Linked DNA regions of Sus scrofa: region 2 is linked to region 1. The links are chromatin contacts, called in public Hi-C maps. All regions are on one chromosome and are shown on one strand. Each heading gives the region's core, a stretch centred on a gene start, on an enhancer-like site or on the middle of the called end of the contact. The rest is flanking DNA. Distances are from core to core; before and after follow the strand shown.

What was found. A called contact is a pair of places that touch in the nucleus more often than the background predicts.
Region 2: a Hi-C map of retroperitoneal adipose tissue shows a contact between it and region 1, with 4 times the contacts expected there. The contact joins two enhancer-like sites. A contact is called at or near these places in 3 of 5 promoter capture datasets (fetal liver, fetal skeletal muscle and liver), 32 of 47 Hi-C or Micro-C datasets (adipocytes, adipose tissue, alveolar macrophages and 17 more) and 2 of 2 datasets of contacts at active chromatin or transcription factors (alveolar macrophages and skeletal muscle).

Annotation. Positions count from the first base shown.
Region 1 is chr15:118,721,906-118,724,705 of Sscrofa11.1, reverse strand. No RefSeq gene overlaps it. Among named protein-coding and RNA genes, the nearest start is that of RPL37A, 21 kb to the right of the region's middle. Within about 2 kb of position 1,340, at least 12 of the 83 cell types and tissues checked have an H3K27ac peak or open chromatin away from gene starts, as enhancers often do. A contact at or near this core is called in retroperitoneal adipose tissue, where this site is marked.
Region 2 is chr15:118,850,388-118,853,187 of Sscrofa11.1, reverse strand. It overlaps IGFBP2 (insulin like growth factor binding protein 2), which reads right to left. Exons shown (of 4, transcript NM_214003.1): 4 at 2,203-2,727. The coding sequence ends at 2,563. Among named protein-coding and RNA genes, the nearest start is that of IGFBP5, 26 kb to the left of the region's middle. Within about 2 kb of position 1,352, at least 9 of the 83 cell types and tissues checked have an H3K27ac peak or open chromatin away from gene starts, as enhancers often do. A contact at or near this core is called in retroperitoneal adipose tissue, where this site is marked.

The DNA.
Region 1 (2,800 bases), core at 91-2,590:
TTCAATCACCTCCCAATGGCACCTCAGTCTGGTTCCTATTAATTGATTGATTACTTCACTCTTTAAATCTTATAAGCTGAAAAATAAAGTTATTTTAAAATACCAGCAAGACTCTTGACAGATTTTTAGATGGAGAAGAAAGAGAGAGCTTCTAACTCAGCGCCCTCACCAACAAAATGAAAGCTTGTGGCTTGTCAGGGCTCGTTGGCAAGACGAAGGCCTCCCTAAGCCCTGGGCTCTTATTCATTTTGAAGGCTCTATCTCCCATCAAGCAAGTCCAAATGCACCCACACTGAATAAATCTCATTCATTTAATCTCTAAAGCATATTTCTAAGTTAGCTTTTGAAGTGGTTTGACTATTAGGTAACTTATTACATTCACAGTTGTTTTTTTCTTTTCTTTTTTGTCTTTTTAGGGCCACACCTGAGGCATATGGAGGTTCTCAGGCTAGGGGTTGAATTGGAGCTACAGCTGCCGGCCTACACCACAGCCACAGCAACACAGGATCCTAACCAACCGTCTGTGACCTACACCACAGCTCATGACAACGCTGGCTCCTTAACCCACTGAGCGAGACCAGGGATCGAACCTTTGTCCTCATGGATTCTAGTCGGGAATCTAGTACCACTGATCCACGACGGGAACTCCCAACATTTGCGGTTGCTTATATTCCCTGGGATTCCTGCAAAATACGAAAATCTCAACTGAAAGTTGTTTTTGTAGAAAAATTCTTTTTTAAAAAAATTTGGCCATGTCCACGGCATGCAGAAGCTCTGGACCAGGGATCAAATCTGTGCCACTGCAGTCACAATGCCAGATCCTCAACCCACCTAGCCACCAGGGAACTTCTGTTTTCATAGGAAAATTCTAAACACCAAATTTTATAGGTAATAAAGGTAACATAAGGAGAAGTTTTAATTAAGCATATGTTAACTCTGATCTTGCAATTTCCTTTGGTTATCTTCTTTTCTTCAGGAAAAAAAAAAAAGTCTCCTAATGCCTGCAAATCTAAGAGGCAATGTGAGCTAGTGGCAGCAGAGGTAGGAACCCACACCCATGACCTCTCAAAGCAAGGCATCCTCTGAGAACCCTAGTCCTCACAAGGGAAGAGAGGAACCTCCCCCCAGGGGCACGCCCACCTACACAGACGCTGCCAGACGGCCGGGACGAGGGGAGCTCAGGGGGTCTACCCCTCCCCCCCAAGCCTGCCCCACCGTTCCTGAAATAAGCTGCTGTGGAAGGGGCTGCCCCTCCCTCTTTCAGCGCCTGCCTCCCCTCCCATCCACCCTCCCGGCAACTCTATAAATCATCCAGCGTCAGCACAAACCCCCCCTTGCAAGGTTTCCCACAAAGAATTACTGTTAGGTAAAACAAATGGGGAAGGGTGGTGCTTCTTCGAGGCTGACCGGGGCACGAGGGGAAGGAAACGGAGAAGGTGAGCTAAGGGCCTCGAGCTGATATGCATACCGGATCTTTGTTTTCAGTGACAGAGCTCTAGGGCAGCCTCATTTTCGTTTCCATTTGAGGCTGGGGGTGGGGAAGGCGGAGAGCTTTGGTGCTGGGAATATACATACTGATGAAGATGAGGTCAAAACCGGAAGCAGCTGGTTGACCTGGAAGAAAAACTTTCTGGTCGTAGAGTCACAACTTCTCTTCTTTTTAGCGACCCAAAAGATGCCTGCCAGGCCAGACAAAGAATCTGAATCTGTCCTTTTTCACAGGATGTGGCAGCACAGGAACCGCTTTGTAGCTGTCCCTACTCCTATCCCTAAAAGAGCACAAAGCCAACAGAGCCACCCAATTAGATTTACATTTACTGTCCTTGCTACGCACAAGTGTCAGTGCATTATTCATTTAAAACATTTTTATCGGAGTGTAGTTGACTTACAGTGTGGGTTAGTTTTAGATGTATGCAAAGTGATTAGTTATACACATACTCATATCCATTCTTTTTCAGATTCTTTTCCCATATAGGTTACTACAGAATATTGAATAGAGTTCCCTGTGCTCTAATCTTGTTGGTTATCTGTTTTATATAGAGTAATGTGTATATGTTAATTCCAAATTCCTAATTTATCCCTCCTCACCACATTTCCCCTTTGATAACTGTAAATTTCTTTTCAAAATCTAAGAGTTTCTGTTCTGTAAATAATTTCATTTGTATCATTTTTACTAGATTCCATGTATAAATAATATCATATAATTTGTCTCTCACTTACTTCACTTGGTATGATAATCTTTAGGTCCATCCATGTTGCTGCCAATGGCATTATTTCATTCTTGTTTAAGGCTGAGTAATATTCCATTGTATATATGTACCACATCTCCTTTATCCACTCTTCTGTTGATGGACATTTAGGTTGCCTCCATGTCTTGGCTATTGTAACTAGTGCTGCAATGAACATTGGAGTGCATATATCTTTTCAAATTATGGTTTTTTTCAGGTAGATGTCCAGGAGTGGCTGGATCACAGATCATAGTGAGGAAGGGAAGGATACTCCCTAGGGAACTTGGTTCTATGGTTTGTCCTCTTCTCACCAGTGGTCAGACAATAGCTCTCTGGACTTCTCCAGAATGACCCACAATGGTGATTCCTTCCCAGTCAAGACTCTCCCCTTATTCTGTTCCTTTGGGTTACACAGTCTCCAAACTGTTCTCATCATGCTCAAAGTACAAATGTGCCCCTGGGGAGAGGAACATACTAGCTTCCTAATTCTTTCATGTTGAGAGAATTCAGGGGCCCTCTGTGACAGAAAGGAGCCCATCAAGCTGAAAGTGAGGCGGGGGGATAGGGTGAAA
Region 2 (2,800 bases), core at 103-2,602, 130 kb before region 1:
GCAATGGCCCCATGATAAACATTCACCTTATACATTCCTATAGTTCTCAAAGCACATTCACATCCATTGTCTTACACTGATACCACCCTGTTATCAGCTGGGTCATAGCAAATATCAACCCTACTGAGGCTGAAACCATCCCATTTAACAGATGAGGAAAACTGAAGCTCAGAGAAGGTGAGTAACATAGCTCCAGGGCAGTGGAATCATAAGTTGGTGGGATAGGATTCAAACCCAGGTGTCCAGCATGCTCCTTGCCTCCTCCCTGGCTCTGCGTTGGAACCTAAATAAATACATACATACGTAGAACGACTTGCCTGTGCTCTGCTCCAGAACCCTCAGGTCAGAATTTCTTTTTCTTTCTCTCTCTCTCTCTCTCTTTTTTTTTTGCCTTTTTTAGGGCCGCACCTGCGGCATACGGAAGTTCCCAGTCTAGGTGCTGAATCAGAGCTACAGCTGCTGACCTACACCACAGCCACAGCAACACGGGATCCGAGCCGCATCTGTAGCCTACACTACAGCTCACGACAATGCCGGATCCTTAACCTACTGAGCGAGGCCAGGGATCGAACCTGAATCCTCATGCATACTAATCGGGTTCATTAACCACTGAGCCACGACAGGAACTCCCAGGTCAGAATTTCTGATGGTGGGCAGCAGCAGGAGTATTTCTTTCAGTGCCCCAGTTGATATAAATGTCAGCCAGGTTGAAAAATCGCTGCCTTTGCTGGAAGAGCCAGCATGTCTGCCCCACCCAGGACAGCAGCCATCGGCTGCCAGCTACAGCTGAGGGGACAGTGGCGGGAGCACCCACCAGTGGACGAAAGGAAATCCACAAAGGGACTGCTGACCCACAGGGCACAGATCCAGCCAGTGCCCAAAGCCCTCCAGGCTCTCTCTGAGCATCCTCCAGCTTTTGCCCACAGGGGGCAGTATAACTCAGGGCTGAGCAGCATCAAGGCTCTGGAGTTTGGGGTCCCAGCCCTGGGTGGTGGAGGTCAGGGCACTTGGGGGGGCCTTTTCCTCATCCATGAAATAGAGCTAATACTAGTGCCTCATTTGTGGGTTCACAACGATTAATGAATAAAGTGCTTCAGGGGTGGCCAGACACCAGGTGATGGTGCAGCCTAGCTGCTCTGGCTGGGGGCGGGGAAGGGGGGAGTCTGTCTGCTTTAGGGGACTTGTTTTTCTTCTCCAAGGAGGAATGAAGCTCATCCCACCCCTGGGATGGGCCCCAGGTGTCCCTCTGCCTCTCCTGAGTTGCTAGATGGAAGGTCAGGAGGGAGGGGAACCAAGCAAAGCTGCCTCTGGTCCCCTCCTCCAGGATGGGAAGGATCAGGCTCCACAGACAAGGGGGAGCGCTCCTTCCCTCATGGTCCCCTGCCAAGGGGGGAGCCCCCTGGAATTTGCCAGGACTGGAGGGGCCAACAGAACCAAGCAGCAGAGCTCTCACACAGGATTTGGCTTCAGACATAGGACCCACTTCTGTGCCCCCGAGTCTTGGACAGCTCCTCGGGCCCCTCAGCAAGCAGGCCTGGATTCTCAGAGGTCACACTGTTGTGAATACACTGGCCCCCAACAGCCCCACTCCCTTTTCTGGGGGGCTGAGTGAAGGTCTCCTCCCACACAACTGGAGAGGGAGCACTCCATGGTTTCAGGGGCCAGAGGACCCCAATTTCACTGTTTCTGGGTTCCCTTCCTCTTGCAGCAGTGTCATGGGAATTGAAAAAGGAAGAAATACCAGCCCCACCCCTGCTTCCCCAAGGCCCACCCAGGGGCAGGACTGGCCAGAGCCCTAGCTGGGAGTCCCCAGATTCCTGGGGTTGTGCTAGAAGTTTCCTCCTGGGTTTAGGACTTGGAGTTCCTTTGTTCTCTTTTTTTTTTTTTTTTTTTTTTTTGTGGATTTATTTTTAATAGTCCCAAACTGGAAACATCGAAAGTGCCTATCAGTTGTTGAATGGATAAGCAAATTCCAGTCTATTCATGAATTGAAATACTACTCTGGAATTGAAATACTACCGTTTCCATAAGCCCTTCCCCCTGCCCCACCCATTTCATTCCTGTTGAGTGGACAACCCATTCTTGCCTCTCCCATTTCCCCCAGGGTCCGGGGAAAGCTGAAGAAAACGAGGCTGGTGAGCCCTGAACCTCGGGATCTCCTTCCCAGGGGGACCCCAAAAGATTCAGCCAAAAGACACACACTTTATTTGTCCTTCCTTTAATCTTAAGCAAAAGAGACACAGGGGTTCAAAAATAAAAATTTCTTTTTTCCCCCTCTCCCAAACCTCTACCCCAGCTCCGCCACTGCAGCCCCCTCCCTCCCCAGCAGGGATTCCAGGAGGGAGGGTGCGGGCATCTCCAGCTGGGCATCTCCAGCTGGGGAGGGGGGAAGGAGGGGGGGACGGGTGCCAAGCTCGGTGCTGGTCTCTTTCCAAATATAAATACGCATGTCAGAACTCCTGGAAAATCCTCCCCCACCCACCACGCAAGCACTCTCCCCGCTCTGCCTGCGTTTGAAGAGGGGTGGGGGTGGGGGGGTGCCAGGCACCGGCTGGCTGTGGTTTACTGCATCCGCTGGGTGTGTGCCCCGCGAGCCCCCTGCTGCTCGTTGTAGAAGAGATGACACTCGGGGTCCCCCCGGATGGTGGGGGCCCCCTGGATCAGCTTCCCGGTGTTGGGGTTCACGCACCAGCACTCCCCACGCTGCCCATTCAGAGACATCTTGCACTGAGGAGAGAGAAGTGGAGGTGGAGGAGGCCGCACTGAAATGCAGATGCCCTTCGGCAGGTCTGGGTGTGCT